4 separate regions of the Mus musculus genome follow, and regions 1, 2 and 4 are each linked to region 3. Evidence: chromatin contacts called from public Hi-C and HiChIP or PLAC-seq data. All regions are on one chromosome and are shown on one strand. The core of a region is the stretch at or near the end of the contact, and the rest is flanking DNA. Distances in the headings are between cores, read along the strand shown. Region 1 has its middle 80 kb from the start of 1700019E08Rik. Region 2 overlaps Zeb2 (zinc finger E-box binding homeobox 2). Region 3 has its middle 24 kb from the start of Gm30792. Region 4 has its middle 53 kb from the start of Gm28643.

Region 1 (5,071 bases), core at 1,119-3,618, 260 kb before region 3:
TGTGAACCACCACATGAGTGGTGGTAAAATCTTATATGGTAAAATCATAGTAGTAGGTGCTCTTCACCAAAGAGATATCTCTCCAGCCCCATATATTCTCACTAATCAGTTTGGCTTGCACTTACAGTAAATGAAAACAACAATTCGACATTAGGCAATGTTTTTCTGAGTTTGTCAATAATGACAAATATTTATTTTATGTGTGCATGTGATATATGATTTATACACACATGCAAGTGTTAGTGCCCACACGCCTGTAGTCATGCGAAGGTGAGAGGTACCCTACTCTATTACCTGTGACTATTTCATTTGATACAGGATCTCTGAACAGGAAACTAGAATAACAGGCATCAAGACAGAGAAATACCCTTTATTCTTACAACAGTACTAGAGTAGAGGTGTCTATGGTCATACCTACATCTGATTTCTTATATGATGCCTGGGGATTTGAACTCAGCTCATCATGCCTGTCCAGCAAGTGATCTCACACTTTGAGTCATCTCCCCAGCCCCATGAGAAATATTTCTAATTAAAAGTAAAGTGTATTTGTAGTGCCAAATAACCTGATACTGTTTCTCCAGCTTTGTAAAGATGTACAAGAGAAACGTTTTACAATTGAATATAGGCTTGATTCTGAATTCAATATTTTTGAGAAAGGTCATGAGGTGAGATCTAAATCATAAGTGGCTTTCTGGAGTTCCATTAAGGCAGAAGAGTCTTCTTGGCCAATTTTAAGGAAAAAAAAAAAAAAAAACCTGTTTTTGTTTCAAAACAAAACGTGTTTTGTTTTTTGTTTTTGTTTTTTTACCTTTGTATTCTTGAAATGAATTTACACACTTTACAATACTGCTTTGGAGTCTGGATAAAATAAATGGCAAACTACTAGGTTAAGAGCAATGTCGTTTACTCAAAGTCAAAGATCACATGTGTGTTTTCATTGTTTTCAGCCTCTCCATTCACAGTTAGGGAGTTTGAAGCAGCAAATGGTTCCTTACCTTCAATTCACACCTGCCATTTGAGCTTGCCGTTGTAGTTACAAATTATTCCTGAGACTGAAAATTACACCTAGAAAAGAAGTAGAAACCATCTATAGCCTCTATAATACCGTCTTTCAGGCACCGATTCAAAGCTTGAGGTCAATGAAAGTTTAAAATCTTTCTAAATTTTTAAATTATATTGAATGGGCCACCTGCTGCCCCATTTAGGCACCGGCCAGTGAAAGATGCTCAGAGTCCAAGCGCCACTAGATAAGCAAGTGGTAACGAGATGGGGGAGAAAGAAGCAGAGTAGACCGTGTACTACTATGAAGAGACAGAACTCGAGACTCACAGCAGTGAGGGACAGCCTTATAAGAGAGGCCTGTGTTGCCACTTGAGGCCAGGGTGATGACCGGTCCCTTCTGCAGCAAAGGACCATGTCTGGGTCTCTAGCTCTGGTGTAGGTGTTTACGTGTCTGTGGTCGATGTTATCACCAAAGACCATGAAGACATATGTCCTCTGAGCTGCCGCCTGAAGCCATGTTGATGTCCCAGGGCCTTTCTGAGCTGGCCCTACTCCTTGATTGCTATAGCACACAGGAAAGCCCTTCTGCCTGAGCAGCACCGAAGAGCTAGCCCTGATGGCATAAGCGTGGAAGAGCTGGCGAGTTTAGGAGAGCTGGCGCTGGTGGTATGGCCACCAGAGAGAGGGGGTAGGTTGGCAAACTCATTTACTAGCCAGGCCCAAATCTAGGGCTCCAACATCTACTGCCGGATCTATGTGCTACTGGAGAGCGTGAAGGCAGAACCAAACCTGCAGGATCTCCATGACACAGGGCAACAAGATATATGAGAGAAGTCCTGGTGAGGATCAACCTGTATTGATGGTGCAGCCAGAGGCCTCGAACCAGACCAATGACTCATTGTAATGAGCATTAGCAAGTAAAGCTGTTTGGGCGAAGGGGTGTGGCACACTGTGACTCACGGCAGATTCCATGGCAAAACTTTGCTTTGTTTTGTTTTGTTTTCTTCCCCATGGGAAGGACGAAGGGGGGGGTGATATTGCAAAGGTGGAGGGTGGATATAGAAGGCCTGGGAAATGAGTGGCATTTGGGTGCACGATGTGAAATTCATAAAGAATCAATAATAGTTATGAGACTAAAACACCAAAATATTGTTATTTTAAAGTATATGCGTGTGTAGGAACGTATGTGCTCCAGTGTGTATGTACTCGCACGCGTTGTGTATGTGTCCATGGGGGACAAAAGTGTAAGGGTTTAGGGTTCTCTGAAGTTCTATTTAAAACTGACTGAGTCACCAGATGTGGACACTGGGAACCCAGTTTCAGTCTTCAGTGTGGTACATGCTCTTAATCAATGAGAGAGCTCTTAAGACAGCCCAGTTCTTGACTTCTCATCCTGACTCATCTTTTAGCTCCCACAATAAAGGTTACAGAGCACAATGCACGCAAATTCTAAAAAGGACACTTTGCTTTAGAGATGCAGAAGGTTGGCAAGGCCTGCCACATTCCCACAGCTTCTGTCATTCAGGTGAACCTCAGAAACTCAATGACAACACTCCCTGATTTGGGCAAGCCTGCAGAGGGCAGGATTCCAGCTGGCTGGGATCTCCGACTGGAGGCAACACGGGGACGGACCCGCCTTTGTGAAATGAAACGGGTTGCAAGGGAACAAAGTGACGCAGATTCCTGTGTTCAATGACCGTATGGTTTTCATTATCTTGTTCTCAAGGAAGAATTCATCCAAAGAACAACCAAATGAAAGCAATGTGTACTCTGTGTCAACCCATCCTTGGATGAATGTGCCACATTTGCTCCATTATCTTGGCGGTGATTGTCTAAAGGTGGAGACGCGGGGCGGTAAAGACAAAGCAAAAACACCGAGGAGCAATGGTGGTGGGGGTAAGAGGAAAGAAACACTCTGGTGTCTTATTATGTAGCTTCCCACACTCAACAAAGCTGTAATTCATCCTGCAGGTGCAAACACTGCTGGCTTGCTCACAGGCTCTTGACGGATGGGCCGGATGCGTGATTCTTACCCCAGATGCTCTTTGGAACAGCAGCTATGAGATAGGCGACTATGTGCACCTGAATCAGCACATTCACTGAAGGGTTTTATCTCATTCCTGATTTCACAAACAGTTCTGTACATAGGGCAACAAGCATTTGGCAAAAGGCTGTTATCTTTCTTTTAATGCAGAAAAATGATCAATCTACACATCTCTAGAGTCATTTCTTTATGGTTGTCTCTGAGGTAACCCTGGTATTAATGCCCTGATTACCCAGAGGCACATTAGTGAACCATTATCAGACTACAGGGAAATATTATATTCTCTTGTGATTCCTACATGATTTTCAAGAATTTGGCATTTTCTACAATAAACTAGGGGGTTCAAGCCATTTGAATTGATAGGCTATTCAAAATAACAAAGGCCATGTGACCTGAAGCTCCCCACTCCTGCTCATTAACTGCCACCAGCTTTAAGGATTTTAAGATTTGAAAGAAAACCAAGTCTTTCAGGTTGAAGTTTCACTGACTCTTGGCAAAATCTAACTTCCTGGTTAAAAGGAAAAAAAAAAGTTTATGAAAAAGCTCACAAGGGTTCTTAGACATCAAATGGGTCTTACGAAACCACATTTTGATGAGCTAAGTGTAAATGAATCAGAAACACATGGATTAAATTTCCCTTGAAATACACATGGGCTTGGAAATTAAGGAAAAAGTGTTTAGCCAAATGTGTTTTGGGTTTTCGTGAACTGAAAACATTTGAAAAAAAAAGTTGAAGTATTTGCTAAATTCTAATATGCTGTTGTGTTTGCTCAACCTTTCTCCAAATCAATTAAGTTTCCACGAGGCTCCCTCCGTTCCCTTGTGGTTTGTCTTGTCACCTCTGTCCTGACACTTTATAGGCCAAACTAAATTTCCATTAAAAAAAAATAGTGTGTTGCTCATCTACTTAAAAATGAGGTAGCTATTAAAACACACGGAGAGTCAGAGACATTAAGGCGTGGAAAGCACCCATTAGGTCACGCATTCTGTCCTAAGGGTTGGAGCACAGGCACTCACAAGTCTCTGGTGCTTTCTCCACCACAGTTTTAAATATCTCAAATGACAGGACTTCTCCTTATCCCTTGGGAGAATATTGTGCATCCTAATAGATTTTACCATTAGGAACTGTGATGCAGTATGCGAGGGGGCGTACTGGGAAGGCAGGATGGGTACTTAACCCTTTCACCACTCTGTTACCTGCCCTGTGCCCTGAGATTTGCAGCAGTGTTCTGGTGCTAATGAATGAAGACGATACAGAGTTTTCATTAAAACCAGGCAAGCAAGCAAGCAAACAAACAAAATGGTCCTTGCCTATAGAAAGATTTACTATACATTGCGTTGCCACACAAATTTCTACAGTGAGCCTCCATCTTACAATAGAGCTAGGACATGCTAAGTATCCACTCTCTTGGTTTTATCTGCCCTGTTACTTGAAAAATTCACAATACTGGAAATCTTAGGATGTTTTCCTGAACAGGAAATGCTGTCTAACTGACACTAGCCAACTCCTAAAAACACAGGGTACCTGTTCACATCTTTTATTTTGTATCTTTTATTTTGTATTTTCTCCCAAAACACCCTTGCTCAGCCTCCAATGTCTTTTCCTTAACTAGCAAGCAAAAGCATTTGCCTTTTTTTTTTTTTTTTTTTTTTTTCTGCTCAGGTAAGTAGACTGTAAGGATACATCTATCTGTCTTTCTAGACAGACAGAAAAGCCTAGCTTTCAATATAACTAACACATTTTCAAAGGTCTTCTGGCAGAGTTTACATGAATTTGCTCTCATTCTTGTTCTACTTACAAATGAGGTCTAAGGCACATAATGACTTACATGGCCTGTCATACTGCTACTACGCTGACCTTTTCAAGATTCTGCATTGTGAGCAGCTGACAGGCATTACCTCTTCCAAGCCAGTTATTTCAACCTATAAAATGGAGCCAATGAAGTGGTAGAGGATCTAGGATTGGGAATGGGAAAACAGCACTCTGTTTCTGGTTTCTCTTTCTGTGCTCTCTTACCGGTTTGT
Region 2 (5,362 bases), core at 2,858-5,357, 420 kb after region 3:
AGGATATTATCTTGCTACAGAACCGGCTTGTCTCCCCCCCCCCTCCCCCGCCCCCTTCTAACCACTTTTAAGATACTAACAGTTCTTCCTCAACAATTAGATCACATACAGTACACACACACACACACACACACACACACACACACACACACACACATAACTTTAGACATACAAGCTTTGCAATAGAAGAGAGGACTGTTTGGGCATTGAGTAGCTGTTCCAACACCTATGTGGTAGACGTCACTTCTGAGAGCAGCAGGAATGGACACATTAAGAATTGCACATGACATGTGACACAGATTCCTAATTCACCACCATTTTCCCAGAAGATTTACAGAATTTACAAACAGAGATTAGCTGCGCACCTTCCACCCCTCCTATCCACTCTCCTATCCACCCCCATGACTCAAGCAATGAAGGATTTAGGCAGATTTACTTCAGTAAACACCTTTGGACACTGGGGGGGGGGGTCTGTTTGCAAAAGGAGGCTTTTGTTAAGTGAGGTACCAGGCAGCTGTGATATTAACCTACCCAGCAATGTGGGTTAACTCTTTGAGTGCCTGGCCCTTTGCAGTCAGCATATGAAATCCTGGCTCTCCAAAGACACTCAGAATCCTGGCTCTCGCAGTTTATTATTCAGACAAGTCTTGTAGACATGAAAACTGTTCAAGCTTTTAAAACAATGTGGTTTAATTAGATGAGGTGGACTTACATTGCTCATAAGCCCTCCAAATGGTGGTTTATAATTGGCAAGGAAAAAAAAAAGATAGAGAAAGGCGAGTCAAGACAGCACATTAAATATTCCAAGAAATATCTTTAGAAAAGCTATTTTCATTTCTAGCTTTTAAAATATTAGACTTGGGTTGCTAGAGGGGATGAAGCAGTCGGGGTCTCTCTCTCTCTCTCTCTCTCTCTCTCCTTACTGTGAGAGATACCAGAAGTTTGTGAGGAAGAAAGGGGCTTCAACTTGAAAAGCTGCAAAGGCCAATCGGACAGTTACATTATCTCAGTCCTAGCATCATGGCAGTGGGAAGGTCTTGCCTATCTGTCAAAGCTAGAGAGGTCATGTGAACCTCAGAGTCAGGCCCTCGGGCAGCAGCTTGAGACTTTCCAAAGCAAGCAGAGAGGTTTTTATGAGGAAGGGGTTAATGGTTATTTTTTTTGTTGTTGTTGTTGGGCACAAGAATAACTTTACAGGTGTTGCATTTGGGCTTAAATAAGATCGCCTTTTTTAGTTTCAAAGAGCGTGTAGGTGTCAACGTTCGAGCAGCCATAAATGTGTGAGAAAGTAAAGGGTATGAGACATGACAGAATTAAAGGTGTTTGCTATGTCGTTACACCGTGTGTCAGGCTGCAAGCTCCCTTTGTCACAGCCTCCTGGTGATTTGACAGCGCAGATCTACTTCCCTTCTAGGTGAGACAGCATTTTTTAACTGGAGTTATAAATACAGTACACCCTTTGGGTTACACCCTGCGTCCTAGATCCATGAATCCCATTTGAAATATCTTGCCCTAAGACACAATGAACAAACACCCATACACAAGGGGGCTGTGGGCTGGGGCCTGCCCAGCGCCAGAGTCACAGTAGCTGGCATTGACTGTTGTTTGGCAAGAAGATGCTCTGCCAAATCATCCAATAATTAAGTTTTATGTTATTTGTATGAACGACCAAGCATGCAGTATTCCTTTTCAAAGCAAAAGGAGGCTTACAATTACTTTTTGAACACTTTCGGAGCATGGTCAGGTCACAGTTTGGGGCTGAATTAAAATGATCTCATTCATGATCTAATTGAGGCTGGCACCACCTTATAGCAGTAGCAGGAGTACATAAATATAAATCAAAGACCAAAATTTAACAAATCATATCATTTGCTAGAAATCTGCTCATGAATTATTCTCCAATTGCCAACCCAGAAGTTAAACTTTGTCTCTTCTGAGCAACAGTAGCTGCCGATTTTTTTTTTTTAAAGGCTTCTGAGAGGAAAGTTACAGGAGCTGAACAGAGAAAGGAGAAGGAAGATGACCTATGTTTCCTCAGATAACCGTGGTGTTTGTGACCCAAGAAAGTATGAGCGCTGATAAAGCCATGCCCAGGAACAGGGGGCACCGCAGACCTGCTTAGACATTACTGTGGGCTTTCAGAAGCCAGACTCAGGAAAGCAAGGACTCTGACATATAGTGTAGGGAGGAGAAAACATGTCCAAAAAGACCTGACTGAAACTTTGCTTTCATTTTTTGACTGAGGGATGCAGTCATCAGAATGGTTCACCCTTGCTTGCAGTTATTTCCCTTACCGAGCTGGGTTGAAACACTGAGACTTGAAGCTGCCATTCTGGTAAAGAAGGTGAGACAGGACCATTACTGTACATATTCGAGTTACTTCTCCTATTTTAACTACAAAATTACTACTCAGATAACTTCTCAATCAATAGGTCAAAGAATCCATTCTAGTATAACTCCCATTTTGGGCTTCTTCTCCATCTTTGTGTATCCGGGAATCATTTTTACTTTTGTTGTAGTATAAACTGGGAAAGGTTGAATTCTTAACTTGAATTCTTTGAAGTTAATTTTTTACATCTCATTTGTATGAAGGTATTCCTTCTATCATATAACGAATACAGAGTTGGTCAGTTTACTCAACTTAACCTAAAGGAAGGCATGAATCTAAGTCTCCAGTAAAGTGATTTCTTTCTTTTGAGAGTACGTAATTACCCAGAACGATTTTCCATGACAACAAGACACATTCCACATAAAAACCAGCAATAGCTACATTGCTTAAATGAAAGAATATCAGGTTTTTGTTCCTTACAGACTGTTTCGTGTTTCTTAATTAATCCTAGAGAAGAAGAAAAAGTGTTTCTAACAAGGAAGTAGCCACTCCCTCTCCCCCAGATAAGTAACCGGTAACAAATCAACAAATTAAAACATGCTATGTAGATCTGAGATTTTGTTCCCCTCATATACAAGTGAGTACATTTCAAGCAGCCAGTGCCCACGTGATCCACGAATTCAGCATACAGCTTTCACTCCTTGCTAGCTTAAATTGTATTTATATTCTCTTGCATATCCAAGTAGCTGTAATCAAGGAAACTTTGCAATTGGCCTATTCTTGGAAGTACCTGTTTCTATTTTCAACACCCAAGCACATCAATGGAAGTGTTTCACATCATGAGATTTCTCAGTTGTAAGAGGTGAGGTTTACATAGAAAGAACTCAGTCGGCTGTGTTTTCATAACAAAAAGTCCCATTAAGGGAGAAATATCTAGAAGCAAGATGGTTACCCCCTAAAGATTTCCCATCACCTTTGCTCTGCTAACAAAAATGTGAAAACTAAATCCAACCCATCTGCACACTCCTATACACCCAAACACGAATGCATACTAGGGTCCTAACTCTGGGTCTTTTTCTCTTTAGCCTTACTCTAAAGAAGACCTACCCCATAAATGAGACCCATTTAAACAAAAAGCATAGATAGGAAGAGTTGATGTAGACTTCTGCAGTCAGATTTCAGGAGAGAAAGATGTTCTCTGTGCTACCCGAGGCTTACTGAATTTGCTTGTATCTAATAATCTACGCTTAAGTGTATTGTGTAGGATAAATTACTTGCTTTATGCTTTTAAGCTGTTTTCCTTAAATAGTGCCTACCTTAATATAGATTATCCTAGATTTATTGCAAGTTATTATGGGAAAGGAAAGGAAAGGAAAGGAAAGGAAAAAAAAAGAAAAGAAAAGAAAAGAAAAGAAAAGAAAAGAAAAGAAAAGAAAAGAAAAGAAAAGAAAAGAAAAGAAACTCAGCATTCTGGAATCCTAACTGAAGATAATACTTTAAAGTGGTGTTTATAGTGTTTAGGAGAAAGGGGGAGGGAGACCTTTAAGCTACACTAAATACTTAGAGGTGTATAGTACTTTATACTTGTGCAGATAAAGAGTGAGGTAGCCTTGCTCCATGAATCCCAGGCCACAAATGATATGTGCCAGTAGGTTCTTTGATAGGGTTCCTGGCCACAGTGTTTTTGTGCTGTCAAACTGCTATGTTGAACAAACACCTCCTCCGGGACAAAGTGATAAATGCAGAGACAGGCTGGCTTCAACCAGTCTCAGCGACCTCCTCAGCCACACCCCCACTCCCAGGTCCACCTTCTTCCCCTCCCCCACACTTGAAGTTGACAGTGTAGAGAGGTGGGCAAGGTTTTTCCGAGGTGTCAGGGGTGACTGATTATTGCCCCTCCCTAAGTCTTAGGAACCGGTATTCGGGTTACAGGCAAAGTCCTTTTTCTGGCAGGCTTTATCTGGTCTTTTTCAATGAAACTAAACTGGAGCTAAACTTTTGCCAACTCGAACCTTCTCCACTTTTACTTAATCGCTCAGAAAACGGCTTCCTTTCCTCATGTGTTCTCTCCAGTGATTTGAGCGTCATTTTCTAATGTTCAGATGATTGCGTCGTGCAACACGAAACAACAAAAAAATGTTGCCTTAAAAACATCCAAACACGATACATACTACTTTCTTGCTTCCTAGCATTGTTTTAGGGCCAGCATTTCAGATGGATAGTCAATGAAATTTCTCTTCTCTCTGTTAGAGCCATTATTCTCTGACTAAACCCTGTTTGTTGGTGCCTTTGTGTGTGCATTTTTTCCCCCGATGTTAAATGAATTTCCGTCTTCTACTTCTGCAATCTCTAAGAAATAGATAAACCATTATATTTTTTCTCCTGCTCGTATTTTAAAGTGGTGATCCTGACAGCAGGACGATTATTGCACTTTATGTTTTAGTGGATGTTTGCTGTTGCTAGTTACAGCAACACTTATCATAAGACAGCAAGAAAGGAGTAGTCCCTGGTAATTAAAGTAATGAAATATTCATTTACTCTACCTTTTCTGTAGTCTCACAAATTAGGCTGCTACATTTAATGCCTGCACTGCCTCTGTTTTTATTATAATGGCAGCTTTCGCATCTGCAATTAGGACTAATTCTGACAGTTACAATTTCTGAGGGACGGTAAACAGTGAGCGAGCTGTGCAGCGGAGGTATTACACGTGAAAAGCCCTTGTCTCTTTAACCTTGTTGTTTTTTTTTTTCTCACAGAGGTTACCTTTTCCCGATGGTGCAAAATCGACTTGACATAACTGTTCATCAGTTTCAGGGTTTTCCCTGGAGGTATTTGCATCAAATCAGCCCAGTCAAGCTTCAAGTTGAAATTGGCAGGCCAGAAACTCACAGGGTAGAGACTAGAGAAGAGACAGCCAACGTACAGGCAGCAAACTGACAGCAGCCGAGTCTGACAGAGAGGGGGAGAGGCTGGGAGAAAGGGAAAGATTTTCAGCTTGAGTGTTGGGGAACCCCAGCCCCTCCTGGGCCAATG
Region 3 (4,874 bases), core at 67-2,566:
CTGTGGGAACAGATCCTTATGGGTCTAACATCAGATACCTAGATGGGTAAGTTGTATGTTTGATGCATGGTGACATTAATGTAATATTATGATGGATATCTATTAGCAGGTACATCACCCGAACACACACTCTCTGAACATCTTTGACAGAGGCTGCCCTTTCCCTGTCTGTCAATCCACACTAGAATCATAAGAATGAGCAAATGTGACAGAAAAGGGCTATACCAATTATAGATGAAAGGATAGCATCTACTCCCACCATTTGATGTGATTTATTTGTTGGTCCTTCTGCATTTGGAGGCAGCACACTGCAGCTGTTTATGAAGTGACAAATGGTACCCAATGACAGTGAATGACTTCTCTAATCAATTTAACATGTCTAAATAGTGATCATGAATTGTGGGATTTGTTGAGTGTCTGTGAGTACAGAAATTACTGAATAGTTTTCATTAAAACATATATTTCAAATATACACCTGGAATAGTAACATCAAAGATAACAGAAATAAGAATTTTTAATATAAGGATTAAGTTTTCAGGTGTGTTTTAAGTCCAGTATTTTAAACTTTTCCTTTTTTTTTTTTAAAAAAAAAGAGGTGTTAGTTTTTTAATAAGAGAAGTTTATGGGTTTTTTTTTCTTTTTTAGCTTTATTTGATAGAGGAAGGTCATAATTATCTTGGGTGGGAATATAGTGAAATTGTATAAAGTTTTGGTGGTTTATTTTTCCAAATATCAACTTAAGTTTAAGTTATTATCTAACCCCTTTTAATAAAACTCTTTTGTTATAAATGAATTTATCAATGAATCCACTGTGTACCTTTTATATTTTCTTGAAAACTATGTACTACGAGAGGGGTGGATTGCACTATCAGAGTTATTTCCCTGAACACTATGCATAATTGTTTGAACTTACACATAATTCAGACAAGTTTTTTTTCCCTCTTATAGATAACTAGTATAACAGAGGAAGTCACAAGCTGGGATAACTTTACACAAGAGTATTCACGTATTAATTTCAATTTGTTAGGAGTAGGTAGTCTTTTACATACTCAATACAAAGCACTACTGCTATAAGCCAAGAATGATTTTCCCCTATCTCTGTATTATTCAAATTTATTAAACAATATTTCATGTTTGTTTGACACAATGTCAAACTTGGGCTCCTAAAGAACTGCGGCAGCTTTGGGGCTGTTATGTTTTCTTGGACTTTAATCATTTTTGGCAAGGCTCCACTTCCTGTCAGAAAGTGAAACAGCTTTGGAATGTCATTTTCCCGAAAGAAAACAGAGAGAATCTGAGAGGAAGTTCTCCTCCACTCCAGATCCCCTAAGATACTCAAACACACTCACAGGAGGGCTGGAATACATCAAACATTAGCAGAGGGAAAAGGACACAATTTTCCCACATTAAAATACATGGATAAAGTTGAACTTCTGCTAAAAATAGTTCCCATGACTAATCCTATTAAGTTTAAAAAATTGGGCAGTATCCTCCTTGAAGTGGAATGACTCTCTACCATCACACTCTGCTGAGCCCACCACTCACCCTGAAGCTAGCAGCCCTTCAATATTAGGCCCTCATCTTTCTGTTTACAATGACATCAGACTTAAAGAGGACAGAGTAAGAATGAGAGAGAGAGAGAGAGAGAGAGAGAGAGAGAGAGAGAGAGAGAGAGAGACTTTATTCAACTCTAAGCTATCAAAGGACACCAAATATAAGATATGAGGATCAAAATTATCTCAGTATGCCAAAAATTCTAAAGTGCAATATACATCCTGTACAAATCTACAACATTTTCCCACCCAGTCTTAGACTCCCTGTGTGTCCCCAGGGAGCGATAACACTGCAGAAAGCAAACAAAGATTACTCCTAGCTGTGCCACTTCAAGATGAGAAATGTTGGATGTGACTTGAAGTAGAAAGATATAAACATCTCTCCTCTTTTGGAATTGCAAGCCCCTGGTTTTTGCATGTGAAAGTAGCAAACGAAGAGAGAAAAGGAAGGACTGAAGAAAAAATCACTAAAAAAGGCTGAGCAAGTTGAAAGGTTCTAACCCAAGTTGAGTGCTGTTGTATTCTAGTGAGGGGAAGCCAACACATACCCACCACTTCTGAATTAACAATGATAATCGATACTTTTCTAATCTTTCAGAAAGGGCAGTGACAGGAATATAAAGGAGCTGCAGAGAGTGTCATTCCATACTATGATATTGACATATGTTAGCTAAGTGATTAACAATAGAGAGGTTCAGCTATAGTGAAACCTGAACCCAGCTGATGCCATTAACACATACATCTGATGAACTCTACAGACCACATTAAACAGAGAGAGCACAACGACTATAGGAGAATGGCTTTTAATGAAATCATGTCTAAAAACGGAGGCTGATAAATGTCATCAAGGAGTTCTTTGTGGAACCGGGAGACAGTGACAATCATGCAGACAGTAATTTGAAGAGAAGAACAGGTAACACAGTCCCAAGTACACTGAGATGCCTTAGAGCTTATACACTTTTAAAGCAAAGTGGGTCATCTTTAAATACTGTATTATGATACTAAATAAACAAACAAACAAACAAACAAACCAGTTGATTTAGAGTTTTCCACATTGGCACTGAAGTATGCAATCCTATAAATTCACTATCATAAAACAAATAGTTTTTATTCACTAAATAGTACATATTTGAACCAATCCATAATTTACAAAAGTAGGTCATTAAGTGTTGGATGTATTGCATATATGTGATGCACTTCCTATGACTGTAACCTAGAACTCCATCCATAAGGGCCACTGAACAAAGGGTGTGCTCATCTATAAGCTAAGCACGTTTTTCAGTTTGCCTTATTTGGAGGACAAGTTCCAGCTTCACGGTCACCACACAAGTGAGACCAAATGTTATGACGTTTACGGATGGAAAGAAACTCTCCCAAGTTACAGACACAGGGAGACACAGAACTGAGGATGTGGGAGTCACTTCTAAACTGCCTGCATCGATCTCCAGCTCTGCTACTTCATAATTAACACAGGTACCCTCTTAATCTTTGTCATTTGGGGATTTGTCAAGTCAGGCCCTAAAGAAGAATGTGAGGAGTTAAGATAGAACAGGAATGAGTGAAAAATAGAGGAGAATGTATTTAATTCTTTTAAGCATTGATTTTGAAATTCCCACAGTGCTGAACTGTGGTCAGTGTGTTAGTTAGCTGGTTTGGCCACTGCCTTCTATGGAGATCTGGGCTTCATCCTTAGCCTGAACCATCTCACAGTGAATCTGAATCATCATCCCTTGAGACCAACAAGATCCAGAAGTCTCTATCTAAATTTGAGCTCTCACAAAGTTGTTTTTTTTTTAACAAAGCCTGTGTGTCACTAAGCAGATAATTAAATTAAACCCCCAGTCTATAAAGCAGGAAGGCTTCATACCTAACAGGCTACAATTTTGAACTCCATTTATAAAAAAGTCTTGGGACAAAGTGACATAGGTAAGAAAGCTTTTGATTTCTACTTTTAAAGAATCACAATACATTTGTTATTATCATTTTGTGACACTGTATACAAGCAGGATCCTGGCCTATATGTATCAAAATTCTCTTGCGTTCTTATAAAACCATAAACCCATCTCTCTAGACAAGATGCCATTTTGGGTCTATGTTCTAATTCTAGCTGGACACAGACTGATAGTGTTCTTACGCTCTCTTCCACTGCTCCTGCTTCTTTCAAACAAAGTAAGGATAGTAAAGTCAACAAACTGTTGTAAGGACCAAACAAAATTCACCTTGCACCTTAGCCAATTGCCCATCACCTGAGAAATTCAGCAAATAGTAGCTATAATTTAGTGTGGTGTGTATATTCATAGAAGTTATGAAATCTCTAACTTCCATATTGGTAGCAACTAATTCCTTTTTTCTTGAATCTCAATGCCTTCAGCTAGGCTCTTTTCAAATTCTAGCACAGCTGTCTTACTTAGGCCTTCATTAATTCCTGTGCATCAGTAAGACCCTAAGTGTCCATAGGAATCAGTATACCTCAGTATGAGACTAATTCTTTGGTCATTGGTTATTAGCTTTGATGCCCCTAAACCCATGCTTTGTTAGCTGGAAGAACTTTTCCAAAACATGAACAAGTCTGACTTTATTGCCTTCTGGGTCCAACTGTGCAGGATCGAAACTGAACACTGAGTCTTCACGGATGCCCTTGTGTTGGCTTTTCTAGAAGCATATCCAGGCTTCACCCAGCCTCCTGAGGAATGCCTGTGGAGAAAGTCCCCAAAGATCAACTCTCACAAACAGCTTGTACAGCTCTAATGACTGGACATATAAAATTCATCATACATTAAATTTTATGTTGCCTCATTAGTCTTAATTAGGTGGATACACTGCACCAGAATTATGGTTTCTCTGTGTTTGTATTCGTGCCTAAAAGTGAGTCTGTTCCCTCATTCAGATAATATTTCAATGTATTTTTTAAATTTTTGAGTAGAAATGTCAAGCAATGGTATAATATTGACAGCATTCTTGGTTCTAGAGAAGTAATCCAAGCTGAAGACAAATTAAATTATCAAATTCCATAGGTGTGTCATATCACACATGCACCATATAAAAGATGCCCTTCAGTCTTTCTTCTTTACTACACTAAGGAATAAATATTAACACTATAACCGTTTTTTCATTAAGACTGGTATTGGCCTATTACTTCATTGATTCTCCTTCTTATCATTATGCACACTCTGTAATAAGTGTTTTCAGTGTAAGAATCTTTTTAACATTTTTCTCTTCTTCTCTCAAATCTAGTTTAGTTTTTCCCTTTATTGATGTCTCCCATGAATACTTGTCATGATTCGACTCATCATAATTATTATTAAAAATCCAGGAGTACCT
Region 4 (5,112 bases), core at 1,537-4,036, 330 kb after region 3:
TTTTAGAATTATTTGGCTCTCAGGTGTGATCCTGCGTAATCTCTGAGCCTGAGTACACTGACAGCATTCTGTATCTACACATTGGGACCAAATGAGCCATTCTGAAAGGTGTAAGATGGTGGGAAACAAATCAGATTCATACCAATGAGCAGCTTAGGATGAGAAAAAAAAAAGGCAGCCAAGAGAATCTAAGAAGCACAAGCTTGGAGACCAGTTGGTAAAATTAACTCTAGAGCCAGAATCTTCTGAAAAACCCATACATAGATGGCATGCTGAAGGAGTCCCAAGTAGACAACGGGGTAAAGCCAAGCAGAGGGGGGCCCTTCTCTGCAGCTCCCTTGGTGCCTTCTTATTCTTGAAGAGATAAATGAGTAGGTACTACAAGAATTTGTCTGGGTGGGTTTAGTGTGAAACCTGCCATTTTGCTTTGTGAGGGCTGGACTCATCACCTCAGAAGGTGTGAAAATGGGTGTGAAAAACCCTCCCTCTCCCACCCTTATTTCTTCTAATAAAATATTTTTTTTCTTCAAAGCCTTTGCACAACCAGCAAATGAACCAAAATACCTCACGCCAGTTCCCCATCTATTAAAAAAGAACTTTTCGGGAACTCTTGGGATCAGAAATTGGGTGTCATGACAAGTTTGAGGACATTCTGAGTTCATTGCTATGGGACCCACTATCTTCAGCTGCTACAAGATACCACACTCAGAAATATTCCCTTGCTACCTGTATGCCATAGGAAATTCCCTTGAAATGTTATTACACAGTGTGTGGAATCATCTCTACTTCCAAAGGAAGAGCCTTGCTTCAGGCATAGCCACCAGGGCAGGGCAGAATGTCATCTGCTCTTCCCACTTAGATACACTCAATGGTTCCAGGAAGGGTCGCCAGGGAAGATATCTTGTAACTAGTAGAGCCATACACTTCTATAAAATATGATTATTAGGTTTTGATTCCAATATGAAGACATGTGTACTGCTTAGAAAGTGGGTGAACTCCCTCAAATTTGCTCATCTCCTTAAGGTAAGCTCACAAACGTGCTACCTCAGTCACTGTTCATTTGGCCAGGTCTAAGCAAATACTGGTGCTGAGAAAGCAACCATGATTGGCATGTGTAGTATCAATGGAAGCATGAGAGTTTTGCTTCACTCCTTAATGCTTGTCATTAAATAGCACTGAAAACTAGAGTATATTTCACACTTCTTAAGTGACAGGTTCCACCCAAGTCAAGTTACCATTTATTTCTTTTAACATTTTTATTATTTCTTTTATGTTTTGAGATTATAATTACATTATTTTCCCCTTTTCTTTCCTCCCTTCAAACCCATATACCCCTCCTTCTTCTTTTTCAAATTTGTGGCCCTGTTTTCATTAGTTATTGTTATATATATATGGGATATATATATATATATATATATATATATATATATATATATGTATATATATATATACATATATATATATAATTCATATCTATGTTCCTAAATATATAAATACAACATGGTCAATCTTTTATGAGTGGTCAATGTCATTTCATTTTTTTCTACCTTGAGCTTTGAATCCTGTCTCCAGCGAACTTGTAATATTGTAATTCTCTCCTCCAAGAAACACTATGTTTATGTTCTAGTCATTCCATCAGCGACTGCAGCAGGTTAGGGACACTTCATACTCAACGATTCAAGTGCAGTTTTATGGTCGATATACCTAGTCACAAGGACAAGTACCCTACCCTGCCTAGATACCTGCATCATTCACTTGACACCATGAGGTTGAATGGTAACTTCAATTTGAATTGTACTAATTAAGCATTTCCTTTCTGCTGGCCTGGAAGACATAGCCTAGATTCTTAGTAAACTTTTCTTCTACTACTGAAATCACATTCAGAGACTGTAGCTTCTTAGAAAGAAGTGTGCGATTCACTCTGAGCACATGGAAGGCAGAGTCTGACACAACTCTTAGAAATCCATACTGAACTGAAAACAAACATCAAAAGATGGTGGAGAGGACATTCAGATTTAAAAAAAACAAAACAAAACAAAAAAACTTGAAGTCTCAGGACCACAGGTAAAAACTTCCCCCTTAGGATGCTCTGGTCACCAAATTCAAACCTATTCAGAAACAAAAGTGAGATGAAAACAGGACAAAAATTCCACAGCTTTATTTAAGAAGTGATATTTGAGCTATAAAGGATTTCCTGTCATTCTTGCTTGAAGTAATTTTATAATATTCTTTTGTTCTTGGGCTAGTCTACAATCCAAACAATCATGTATGCAAATGGCTCACTAGAGCAGTGGATGACCCAACAGGATAAACATTATTGTTTACCCAGAAGCACTATATGTTCATACACAAATGGCATTAAAAGCTTGTGGTCAGATCAAAAAACCACAACTGTAATTGCTTATTTATATAGCTCACCATTACTCTGTAGTGTAAGTTTACATTTTACAAAATTTCTAAACAATGCTGTTGTTCTTAGAAGAGTGAAAAATGTATGGTTTGCCCAAATGATTAAAGACAAACAGCTTGGGTCTAAGCCTCTGGTGAGAGGCTTCAGTATGGAAATTATTTACTTTGTCCAGTCTTACAGTTCTCATTTTTAGGCCGCCCTTGAAAGTCTATGATAACAGGGCCATTCAGTGAATTTCTGCATTTTTTCTCTTCAGTTCAGGGCAGCTGGTTTCTTTCTTCTCTAAGCAGAAAGCTCAAGTATATTTATCACCCCAAGAATGACTCAAAACAAACAGGAAGTCTTCATCAGGCGGCTCCTGGGCATAGCTGATATTAGGTACCGGCAGAGAGGAAACAGAGCGACCATTCTCTGGGAGCCAGGCAGAAGGTACATGCAGATGTAGGCGATAACCAACTTAGAGATGCTTCCAACGACCACCACGTTCTCCCAAGATTAAGTGGCGTGGCAACACTCGCCAGCTTTCCGAGGCTACTAAAATTCCTCGGGAGTTTTCCTTTCCATTTCAGTTTGAAAAAAGCAGTTTGAACTGGATACCATGAGACTCAAAATCCTTGTGAACCTAAGCGCCAAAGGAAACCTGGGCGGGAGCTATTCTGGGAGATCTGGCTTTGATCTGGTTGCTAGGAAAAAGCCCGGCTTTTGTCTGCAAGTATTCTGAATGGCTCCTTCAGTCAGAATGAGGCCTGCAGGTCACTGTCTGAATTAAGTGAAGAGGACTTTTTTTTTTAACGCTAAAAATGAAGTTGTCGCTGTATGGCACAATAAAGCTGGAGAGAGCGACTGTATTGCCGTGCCATTGCAGCAGCTCTTTGCTACAACTTAAAACTCCAAGGTATACTGTGGAAATCACTGGAGCATGCTTGCAGATCAAATATATGCAAATAGCCCTCAGTGGCACATATGTTCCTAGAGACCTCCCCTACACCTTCTTTTCAAATAAAACCTGTTTTAGATTCAAAGCACACTCTATTTTTATTAATGCAAACTTTCACTATCAAACAATTTTTTAACTTTATAAATAAATAGGGAAGCCAACCACTCACACCTAACTTTCCCCAACCAACCAAACTGGGAGAAATGGGCAGCTAACTCCTAGTACCAGTTCAAAGGTATTAGGCAATCCACTGGGGAGAGAGTCCCACCTCCCCCCCCCCCCCATCTGTTGACTAATCTTGTTTAGAATAAGGCCAGTACCTTTGTGTAAGGACTTTACAGCCAGTATCTAATCTTCACAGATCCTGGTAAGGTAGAAAAGGGGGAAATCTTATCTCTGTTGAACAGATGAGGAGACAGAGATGCAGGGAGTGAAGAGCTCACATTTTAAGTGGCACCTTCTGTTCTGATGTAAGGAATGACGAAAGTAGGACTGGAATGTCAGCTTCGACTTGCGTGCCCCTGGTCCCTTTGAGGACCTGCATTACTCTCCAGTGACCGTGTTAGCCCTCCATACGCTCTTGGGAAAATGTGCAGCAGCGACTGTGAAGTCAAGCCCTTGACCTCAGCACCAGTGACATCAGGTACAAACGAACTGGAGCCACTGAATGAAAACCGAAGTCGCCTCCAGCAGAACAGGACTAATCACAGCCCTTCTAAATCAGTTTGGAAAGAAGGGGCTATTTTTCACAACTTCCTTCGGTTTCATCCTCCCTCCCCTTTGTTCAAAATTTATTTTGTTCTTCTAGCAAATCCTAAAGCGTACGTAGATTCAAAAATAAGAGAGAGAGCTGAGACAGAAAAAAAATGGGCAAAGAAACATTTCATTTTAAAGAACCAAATGAGTGAGGTCAAAGTGTTCAGAAGCTGGGACCATCAGGCACATAGCAACCCTGCTATATGAAATGTTTTCACACTTGCAGTAAAAATAAGGACAGGCTAACAGTCAAAAGCATCCTTTTCCAAATAATGCCGGACATCCTCTTTTAAAGAAACTAGGTACTTTGTTTCTTAGGGGAAGCTAGAGTGGAAATTAATTCACTCACAGTGAATTCTCCCTGAGTTAAACCACCTGATAAGAGACAACTACCACTGCCCCCCCAAGGAGGCTGGGGACAGCAGTATCTATCACACAGGAACAAATCCAGCTTGAGAAAGAAGGCAGCCTGGGCTATCTTTTGGAATGCAATTACCCTGCAGATCACCAGGCAAGAAATTCAGGAAGCCCAAAACAGACCTGCCTGCCAAAAGACATTTGGACAAGAAAACAGAAATGTTTTCTGAGTAGCGTGACATCTCCTTCTACCTGCTTTACCTACTCAGATCTCTTCAAGCTTTGCATACAGTTGTAAACCTTTAGACACTACAAGATTTGTAAATCTACCTCGAAAGGCACAAGGCAGATCCACATTTTAGTATCAAATTAATGGATCCTGAACTCTCAATCCAGGACTACTAATGTGTTAAAAACCCAGCTCTGAATGTGGAGAGAGACCAATTTGCCTTTCTGGATCCCTGTAATGGTAACAGGCTAACAGAACCAATTAGCCAGCTACACAATGGGTCTTCTCGAACTGCCATGGACCAAATCTGAGTAACCCCTACTGAGTAGGACCCAAACCTGGGGGCTTGTTCTGTCCTCACTTGCATACCATGGCCTTGTGCAAAGCTGTTCCAGCAACCCACAAGGACTTGGCATGAATTTC

Evidence for each region. A called contact is a pair of places that touch in the nucleus more often than the background predicts. HiChIP or PLAC-seq counts read pairs in DNA pulled down with a chosen protein or histone mark.
Region 1: a Hi-C map of adipose-derived mesenchymal stem cells shows a contact between it and region 3, with 1.8 times the contacts expected there. The contact joins two enhancer-like sites. A contact is called at or near these places in 1 of 484 Hi-C or Micro-C datasets (adipose-derived mesenchymal stem cells) and 1 of 115 datasets of contacts at active chromatin or transcription factors (fibro-adipogenic progenitors).
Region 2: a contact with region 3 is called in an H3K27ac HiChIP or PLAC-seq map of heart atrium, with 5 read pairs. The contact joins two enhancer-like sites. A contact is called at or near these places in 4 of 115 datasets of contacts at active chromatin or transcription factors (craniofacial prominence, heart atrium, neural tube and 1 more).
Region 4: a contact with region 3 is called in a Hi-C map of uterus. The contact joins two enhancer-like sites. A contact is called at or near these places in 2 of 484 Hi-C or Micro-C datasets (both in uterus).

The regions. Positions count from the first base shown.
Region 1 is chr2:45,774,503-45,779,573 of GRCm38.p6, reverse strand. No RefSeq gene overlaps it. Among named protein-coding and RNA genes, the nearest start is that of 1700019E08Rik, 80 kb to the right of the region's middle. Within about 2 kb of position 2,368, at least 72 of the 459 cell types and tissues checked have an H3K27ac peak or open chromatin away from gene starts, as enhancers often do. A contact at or near this core is called in adipose-derived mesenchymal stem cells and fibro-adipogenic progenitors, where this site is marked.
Region 2 is chr2:45,096,921-45,102,282 of GRCm38.p6, reverse strand. All of the region lies in intron 2 of Zeb2 (zinc finger E-box binding homeobox 2), which reads left to right. Among named protein-coding and RNA genes, the nearest start is that of Zeb2os, 12 kb to the left of the region's middle. Within about 2 kb of position 4,107, at least 26 of the 459 cell types and tissues checked have an H3K27ac peak or open chromatin away from gene starts, as enhancers often do. A contact at or near this core is called in heart atrium, where this site is marked.
Region 3 is chr2:45,511,428-45,516,301 of GRCm38.p6, reverse strand. No RefSeq gene overlaps it. Among named protein-coding and RNA genes, the nearest start is that of Gm30792, 24 kb to the left of the region's middle. Within about 2 kb of position 1,316, at least 41 of the 459 cell types and tissues checked have an H3K27ac peak or open chromatin away from gene starts, as enhancers often do. A contact at or near this core is called in adipose-derived mesenchymal stem cells, fibro-adipogenic progenitors, heart atrium and 1 more, where this site is marked.
Region 4 is chr2:45,183,020-45,188,131 of GRCm38.p6, reverse strand. No RefSeq gene overlaps it. Among named protein-coding and RNA genes, the nearest start is that of Gm28643, 53 kb to the right of the region's middle. Within about 2 kb of position 2,786, at least 86 of the 459 cell types and tissues checked have an H3K27ac peak or open chromatin away from gene starts, as enhancers often do. A contact at or near this core is called in uterus, where this site is marked.